3 separate regions of the Mus musculus genome follow, and all the other regions are linked to region 3. Evidence: chromatin contacts called from public Hi-C and capture Hi-C data. All regions are on one chromosome and are shown on one strand. Each heading gives the region's core, a stretch centred on a gene start, on an enhancer-like site or on the middle of the called end of the contact. The rest is flanking DNA. Distances are from core to core; before and after follow the strand shown.

What was found. Hi-C and Micro-C count contacts between places; a contact is called where the count stands out from the background. Capture Hi-C pulls out chosen DNA fragments and counts their contacts.
Region 1: a capture Hi-C map of embryonic stem cells shows a contact between it and region 3, with 2.6 times the contacts expected there. The contact joins the promoter of B130046B21Rik here to the promoter of Dhh in region 3. A contact is called at or near these places in 10 of 39 promoter capture datasets (embryonic stem cells, epiblast stem cells, liver and 2 more), 18 of 484 Hi-C or Micro-C datasets (the C2C12 cell line and embryonic stem cells), 8 of 115 datasets of contacts at active chromatin or transcription factors (embryonic stem cells, extraembryonic endoderm stem cells and stem cell-derived neural progenitor cells) and 4 of 9 other capture datasets (adipose tissue, embryonic stem cells, liver and 1 more).
Region 2: a contact with region 3 is called in a Hi-C map of bone marrow-derived macrophages, with 3 times the contacts expected there. The contact joins the enhancer-like site here to the promoter of Dhh in region 3. A contact is called at or near these places in 29 of 39 promoter capture datasets (the 3T3-L1 cell line, 3T3-L1-derived adipocytes, the C10 cell line and 19 more), 9 of 15 datasets of contacts at CTCF or cohesin (CD8 T cells, the G1E-ER4 cell line, the NIH/3T3 cell line and 6 more), 226 of 484 Hi-C or Micro-C datasets (the 3T3-L1 cell line, 3T3-L1-derived adipocytes, the 4T1 cell line and 130 more), 71 of 115 datasets of contacts at active chromatin or transcription factors (the 230-238 cell line, CD4 T cells, CD4 single positive thymocytes and 45 more) and 4 of 9 other capture datasets (adipose tissue, embryonic stem cells, liver and 1 more).

The regions. Positions count from the first base shown.
Region 1 is chr15:98,804,881-98,807,580 of GRCm38.p6, reverse strand. It overlaps B130046B21Rik (a long non-coding RNA gene), which reads right to left and starts at 1,266. Exons shown (of 3, transcript XR_003951472.1): 1 at 357-1,266. Ddn (dendrin) reads left to right here. Exons shown (of 2, transcript NM_001013741.1): 2 at 381-2,700. The coding sequence ends at 2,304.
Region 2 is chr15:99,000,534-99,003,233 of GRCm38.p6, reverse strand. No RefSeq gene overlaps it. Among named protein-coding and RNA genes, the nearest start is that of 4930578M01Rik, 16 kb to the right of the region's middle. Within about 2 kb of position 1,388, at least 44 of the 459 cell types and tissues checked have an H3K27ac peak or open chromatin away from gene starts, as enhancers often do. A contact at or near this core is called in CD8 T cells, the CH12 cell line, the G1E-ER4 cell line and 15 more, where this site is marked.
Region 3 is chr15:98,897,175-98,899,874 of GRCm38.p6, reverse strand. Dhh (desert hedgehog) reads left to right here and starts at 1,335. Exons shown (of 3, transcript NM_007857.5): 1 at 1,335-1,905. The coding sequence starts at 1,603.

The DNA.
Region 1 (2,700 bases), core at 17-2,516, 92 kb after region 3:
AGCAAGTGGTGGGGCGGGAAGTGGGGTCCAGACCTCCCCGCTGGCACCAGCAATTGCTGCTGTTCCCTTCTCTTTCCCGCGCCTCCCTCCCCCCACTCGTCGAGGACTGGGGCCTGAATCATTGAGCGCTGTTTAGGGGGACAGGAGTACTAGTGGCAGGCGGTGAGATGGGGGCAGTCGCTGTTAAAGTGTGCATGGAGAGATGGCGAGGAGTCTCATTTCGACTTTAGCCCTAACATATACGCACGTGCACTCGCTCAGACACTCACACGAACCCTCCCACATGGCTGCCCCAAGTGGTCTCCAGTGCTCCCAGCTCCCCGGACCTCGGCTCTCTGTCCCCGCAAACTGCTCACCTGGGTTCCTGCTCATTGTCCCAGGTGTAGGCTGCGCCCGGGATCCCCTGAGCCGCCACCCCGCCGACCCTGGGCCTCCAGGGTGCTGCAGGAGGCAACCAACTGGCGGGCGGGCCCCCCCGCCGAGGTCCGAGCCCGGGAACAAGAGAAAAGAAAGGCGGCGTCGCAGGAGCGGGAGGCCAAGGAGACCGAGAGAAAAAGGCGCAAGGCTGGCGGGGCCCGACGGAGTCCCCTAGGTCAGCCCCGCCCAGAGCCCCGGAACGCCCTTCGGGCAGCCCAACCTACAGGGTTTCCAGTTTTCTCCAGACCAGAGCGCTTCGGGCAGGTGGGGCGAGCGCCCCGACCATCCGTGCTCCCGCAGGGTGACCCAGGGGTTGCATGGGCGGGGCCATGGGGAGGCAGAAGGCCAGGGCCCCCTAGCTACGAGGCTCACCTGCTGTTGAGAGGCTCTGCAGGCACAGCCCCAAGGCGCCGCTGGGACCGGCCGCCACCCTATGTGGCTCCACCTTCTTATGAAGGTCCCCACAGGACCCTGGGGACTAAGCGAGGCCCGGAGCTCTCCCGGGCGCCCACCTCATCAGCCCCAGTTCCAGCCACCACCAGGACAGAGGGAGGGCGCACGAAGAAGAGGCTGGATCCTCGAATCTACCGGGATGTTCTAGGAGCTTGGGGTCTCAGACAGGGACGGGGACTCTTAGGAGGTGCTCCAGGCTGTACAGCAGCCAGAGCTAGGCCAGAGTCTTGCAAAGGGGCTATAGAGAAAAGCTCAGGCCTAGTTGCTGCTGGCCTGAACAGTGCTGGCGATAGTCATTCCCAAGGCAAAACGACTGGCGGTCCAGGCACGGACGCAGCTCTCTCTAGGTCCGCGATCAGCAGCCCACCTCGTCCTGTTCCCAGGTCCAGGCAGCACCTCAGGGGGTCAAGGAAAGGGAAAGAAGGAAGTGAGCAGATATGGCTTCCCACGTGTTGGCTTGCCTCCCCTAAAAAGCCTCCAGTTAGGCACAGCCAGACGCTCCCTAGACCCTGGGCTCCTGGAGGCACCGGGTGGAAAGAGTCCCTGGGTCAAAGAGAGGGGGCAGAACATGAGACCCTGGAAGTTTGGAAGGTGACCCGCCGTGCCCACACCCTGCCCCGCATTTCCCGAGGTCCCGCTGGTAGAGAAGGCATCTTTGTCATTGACGCCACATGCGTGGTGATAAAGTCCCAGTACGTTCCGACCCCTCGAACCCAGCAGGGTCAGCTCGTGCCCTCTGGGGAGTCGTGCAGTGTGAGCGACAGCCTTAGTCAACCCAAGCCCTGTCACGAGGAGGAGGGCGAGGGGGCCGCTGCCAACCCTTCAGTTTGCCAAAAGCGACTGTTGAGCAGTCGAGTCTTAAACCAACCGAGCGAGGGTCGCGAGTGCGAGGCCGAGGTCGGACAGCAGGGGGATTCTTCATTGGAGGAGCGCTCCTCCAGCGGTTTGGGGTTCCCTGTCGGAGAAGTGAACCCGCGAGACGCCCCCACGCAGCCAGGTAGCCAAGAGCACCCGACCTTAGGCCCAGCGGCTCCGGTATGCGCCGGCAGCTTGAAGGGCTCAGAAGCGGCTGGTGTCCCGCGGCGCGCGGGCGGGGGCTGGGCGCGGACTCCAGGGCCCTACGCCGGGGCGTTGCGAGAAGCCGTGTCCCGCATCCGCCGCCACACCGCCCCAGATTCGGACTCAGACGAAGCGGAGGATCTCAGCGTCCATAGCGGCTCCTCTGATGGAAGCGACACAGACGCCCCAGGCGCCTCCTGGCGGAATGAGAGGACCCTGCCTGCGCTTGGGAACACCCGGCCCAGGGAAGGCGGGAAGACAGCAGGGCTGAGCGACAGTATCCGGGAGATTGTGGATGTCATCAGTCAAACCGAGGAAGGCTTCATCCGAGAGGACACCAGGAAAACGCCACAGGGAAATAGAGAGAGGGAGTGAGCGATGCCCCTCTTTGTTCTCGTGTCGCTCAGCCCATCCACCCTGGGCTCACCTGCTCCTTCTCTCTCTCCAGGCTTCGTTTGCTTCCTTTTCTTCTTTCCCACCTATACCTGTTCCCACACTTGAAACAGAGGAGAGAGGAGGAACCAGGGAAGGTAGCGTCTGCCAACTCAAGGGTTAGTTTCAGGGAAAGTGTGGGTGGGCCATCCACACCTGCTACATTCGGTGTGGAACTGTTCCGACAGAGAAAGAGAAGGGGCAGGGATGGTGCCTGCGATGGGCAGGGCAGGGTCCCTGACAGGAGAGAAAAAGTAATGGAGAGGCCTTGAACCTAGTGACTGAGTGGAGGAGACAGAGGAACTTTGGGCAGAGAAGAAATGAATGCATACACACAAC
Region 2 (2,700 bases), core at 139-2,638, 100 kb before region 3:
TCCCAGGCTGCTGGTGGTACAGTTCTCTGCGGGGCCGTGGGTGTGGGGGAAAGAGGGGAATGGGAGAGAGTCCACGACCCGCCAGAGTTCTGGTGTTCTGGGCGGGCGACACGGGAGGACTGCGCACGCTTTTCACGCGGCCCCAGGTGGACATCTGGGCTGTGTGAAGCCACTGAGCCCACACGGTGGGTGGTGGACAAGGGTCAGCCCTAGGTACCAGGTTCTCAGCCTCCGGCATCCCACGCTGGATACGGAGGAGGAGCTGAGAACAGAATAAGGGCCCCGGGGACAGCACTGGGCCCCGGGGATGAGGGGAGGAGAGTGCAGGGGGAGAGGGGGTCCTGGATGGTTCCCATGTGGGTGTGAGTCCTTGGTCAGATCCGTGGCTGGAGCACGGGATGGCCTTCTGGCGGGAGGTTAGACACCGGGCTCCCATCCTTCAAGCACGTGGAGAGAGGGGGAAAGGGAGAGAGAAGTAGGGCTAGAGAGTAAGAAAGGTAAGAGCTTAAGAGAGCTAGGAGGGTCCAAGCAGCCCCTTTTATAGTGGGCTGGGCTATCTTGCTGTTGCCAGGTAACTGTGGGGAGGAACATATCTGGCTATAGACAGGTAACTGTGAGGGTGGAGTCTAGCCAGAATGCCCGAAGCTTGGCACATTGTCTGCAAGACTGATAGTCACAGAATTATGGACAGTCACCTGATTCTGGGAACGTGGCTCGCCTTTCCGTCCCTTGTAGATTTCTCTATTGGGTCACAGGAGCAAGCCCCATTCAACCAAAATAGGCTGCCTATCACAGTCCCACAGTTCTCCCCAGACCCTGCTTCTCCTTCCGTTTGCCTGTGTGTCTTTCTTCATCCCCTTGTTCCCCAAGTCAGGTTCCCCGGACCTTTCTGTGTAGGTCCAAACACTTAAAGACCAGGCCATCTCTTAACTGTAACCCTCAGTAAAATTGAAAAGTAAACTACATTCTGCCGACACACAGCGGCACAGAATAGAGATTATAGTTCCAAGAGGAGGAAGTGGGGCACAGTGAGGGAATCCTAGACCAAAGCAAGGCCGAAACCTGGCCCAGGCAAATCCCAAATCCTGTAGTCCATGTCTGATGTCACTGTTCCACTCCTGTGTGCAGCTCTCCTGGGCAGGTATCCCATGGCTCTGGGATCTCCAAAGCAGGGGCAGGTGGGTGGAGCTTTTTGAGTTCCAGGCCAGCATGGTCTGAGAGCTGGTTTCAAAAATTAAAGGGGGGGGGGGGTAGCGGAGGAGATGGGAGGGGTTGGAGAGGGGAGGTAAAGTGGGGAGGAAGAAGAGGAAGACAAAAGGTCAAAAGATAGCCCCAGGGCAGGCGCTGGCTTCTCAAGAATGCTGAGTCTGCAGTTCTCAACAGCCACGTGTGACTTAGGCAGCTCCCGTAGTTCCCGCTTTGCCGCTGCCTTCTGTCCAGAACAGAGCTGTCACATTCTCAGCAGAGCAGCTGCGACCCCACCAAGATCAGGCCGGCCTCCATTCCCTCATCCAACGACTCTCAGCCCAGGCTGCAGTCACACCCTCCTGGGCACCAGCCCCCGGTGCAGGGGATACTGCGCCAGCGGCTCTGGACTCCTGGGGTATTAGTATGTACAGGAAGTAAAAGATTCATCGTTAAAGCTATGCAGCTTTCAGGAGGCTGGCTCCTACGCGGGGGCGGGTCTTCGGGATTCGGCTGTTTGGGGGTCACCCATGTTCAGATAAACTCACTGACTCATCAGAAGTTCAACTTGGGTGGAATTGGTCCTTGGTGTGCTGGCGCCCTCTGTGGAAAGAACGGGCCTTTGTGTCTCCCGGGCGGGGGTGGGGGGGGGTGGGGGTGGTGGACGGACGACAAGGTATCAGTGGCTCAGAGGGGGATGAAGGAATGTTTTTATTTTGAGACAGGGTTTTATTATATAGCCAGGGCTGGCCTAAGCTGGCTGTGGAGAGAACTCTAGGCAATCCTTTCTCTGCCTTCCAAGCGCTAGGATCACGGGAATGTGCCGCAGTGTCTTGCATGGTTTTTCATTTTCCTCTCCTTTTGAGACAGGGTCCCCTGTAGCTGAGGCTGGCCTTCGCCCAGCTGCCCTCTCTTCCTAAGTCTCCTGTCTCCTCCCACTGCTCCCCTCTGCTTTCATACATGGGATCACAAGGCAGCTTTTCAGGGACACGGGACACGATTATAGGTTGATAAGATAAAACATAGGTCAAGTTGTGTGGAAGCTCTTTCCTGTAAGATTTATTTGGGAGCAGGAGAGATGGCTCAGAGGCTAAGAGCACCAGCTGCTCTTGCAGAGGATATAGAGTACAAATCCCAGCTCCCACACGGTGGCTCACAACCATCCCAACTCCAGTTCCAGGGGATGCAACCCCTCATCAGACAACTGTGGCAACCAGGCAACACATATGGTGTACATACACTCAAACACATAGATAAGTCTTTTTAATAAACGGTTTTAAAGTATTCTCACACAGTAAAAGAATTGTAAGCTTGAGATCCATGCTAATGTTTGCTGCCCCCTACTGGAATCTTTTGGGAGAAAACCCCGAGTCCTGGTTATGCATTCAAATAAAAATAACCCTGCGTGGACAGTTAGCTGATGTTACCTTCTAGTGGACATTTTCCAGAACTCGCCATACTCCGTCTCTCATTTCAGAGATTGGAGGCACGCTTCTGCTCTTCTACGTGGCCTTG
Region 3 (2,700 bases), core at 86-2,585:
TGTTTTGTTTTTGTTTTTGTTTTTTTCGAGACAGGGTTTCTCTGTGTGTAGCCCTGGCTGTCCTGGCACTCACTTTGTAGACCAAGCTGGCCTCGAACTCAGAAATCCACCTGCCTCTGCCTCCCGAGTGCTGGGATTAAAGGCATGCGCCACCACGCCAGGCTACGTTTTATTTTATAAGTATGGGTATTTTGCTTGTACCAATTGTATGCCTGTTGCCCGAGGAGACCAGAAGACAGCATTGGACCCCCTCCCCATCGGATGTGGAGTTACAGAAAGAAGGGAGTTAGCCATTGTGTGGGTGCTATGAATCTAACTCAGGTCCTCTGGAAAAGCAGTCAGTGCTCTTAACTGCTGAGCCCTGAAGGCCCTGGTTCTGATCCGAGCACCACACAAACCTGGTGTGGTAGTGCATGGCTAATTTCAGTGCTGGGAAGCTAGAGGCCAAAGGAGAAAACATTCGCTGTCAGCCTGCTCTGTGAAGTGAGTTTGAGACCAAGCCTGAACTACATACAGTAAAGTCTGTCAAAAGAAGGAGAGGAGGGATAAAAAGTGGGTATCTGGCAACCATTTGAGAGGACATAAAACTTGGAAAGTCCTGGCCTGGCAAGGTAGATCAGCAGGTAAAAGCACTTGCCACACAAGCCTGGTCAACCGGAGCTCAATCCCTAGAGCCCGCTGAGGAAGGAGAAGGTGGACTCCCAAAAGCCCTCTGACCTCCACAGGTGTGCTATGGCATGTGCTGGCAGAGACAGACACAGTAGGGTTTTTTTTTGTTTTGTTTTGTTTTGTTTTTGTTTTTTTTTTTAATGTCTCAAACTGGATTGTGTCAGGCTCTGTTCCCAAGAAGATATAAAACCACCAAGGAAAATGATCCTCTGGGATCTCTGCTTGGTTATGGATGAGTGTTGAGAGAAATCGGGGAGACTTGAGGAGGAGCACGGAGATGGGAGGCTTTGATGGCTTGCCCAAAGGGCTTGGATGGCCTTGGAACTCAGACTTCCCGGAGGACAGCAGAGGGCATGGCGTGCCAGGGTAGACTTTAGGAAAGCAAAGACTAGTGCCCAGGAAGATAGTTTGGTGCCTAATTTAGACTCGGAGGTAGAAGGATGCTTATCCAGGCAGCCAGGACTCTAAAGCTTCAGGGATTTCCTAAGCAGGTGCCTGCATGGTTTCCAGGATGGGACACACTTCAGTGGAGTAATGGAACAGTGGTGTCCAGTTGTGACTGCTAGATCCCCCGCCCGGGTGGGAGGGGGCGGGACAGCCCTGAGAGAAGGGCGGGGGGCGGGGCCCGGGACCACTTAAGGCGGAGTCAGGGCGTTTCTGGGAGCACGGGAGCCGGGCAGCAGAGACTGGCTGGGCTGGCACTCACCCTCGACCCACCTGCTCTGTAAATGGTAGTCTATCAGTAGTAGGTTCCAGGTTCCCCAGGGCATGTAGGCAGAGTTAGCGGCTGCCAAGTGTTCAGAGCCACAGCGCTCCAGGTACTCTGGGACCTTCTCTATCTGCGGTGCTCTTTAGCTCCTGCGGAGATGCCCAATTGACAGGAGAGCCAGTGAGGACAAGAACGCTCCCTTCCGACCCAAGTCCACGGCACCCATGGCTCTGCCGGCCAGTCTGTTGCCCCTGTGCTGCTTGGCACTCTTGGCACTATCTGCCCAGAGCTGCGGGCCGGGCCGAGGACCGGTTGGCCGGCGGCGTTATGTGCGCAAGCAACTTGTGCCTCTGCTATACAAGCAGTTTGTGCCCAGTATGCCCGAGCGGACCCTGGGCGCGAGTGGGCCAGCGGAGGGGAGGGTAACAAGGGGGTCGGAGCGCTTCCGGGACCTCGTACCCAACTACAACCCCGACATAATCTTCAAGGATGAGGAGAACAGCGGCGCAGACCGCCTGATGACAGAGGTAAGGAGAGTTTCTCCCCACCTGCTCTACCACACCACCAGCTCCTCAATTTTCCTACAACAACCCTGGAGGATGAACTGTTCCTTCATCCCCAGAGACCCTAAACTAAAATAAAATAAAGTGAGATCTCCTTCATCACACCCTTCAGGAAAGCAAATAACCTGGTGGCTGGATAGTGGTTCGGAGGTATCCAAATGGGGAGAGAGTCTGCGATGGGGAGGGGGAGGAGGAACTGCCCAGTGAGAGTGAATCTGGGAGAGGCTGGAGCGAGGGCGGGGAAAGGAGGATGGCGGCAGGCGAGACGGGAAATGGCTGAGGCGTGGACCGGGGGTCAGTCACCGAGCCAGGCAGGAAGGGCTGGGGTGAGCTGGGGGCCAGGAGCTGGCTATGATAGGTAGACTGCATAAGGCTTTACACTTAGCCTGGCTCTTGGCCTGATGTCCAAAAGCTCTGTGAGCCAAAAGAAGGGGGCTGGAAAAGAGATGGGCAAGAGTCAGGTTACCAGACCAGACCATCTACCTGGGGATGGGGTGGCCATTGTCCTTGGCACGGGAAAGGTAGCCTATACTAGGGTCTAAACAACAGACTTTGGGGTGGGGGTGACCAAAAAACAGTCCTCAGAACAGACAGACACACCTGAGAATCAAGGGTTTCTGGGCCATCTAAACTCACCTTAGCTTGAGGACTCTGCTTTGAATATCAGCTAGCATTCTGGGGTACATGCTACAGAGGGGCACTGAACCAAGCCGACTCAGTGGGCCATGGCTTGGAAGGGAAGGGCCCAGAGCCCCTATG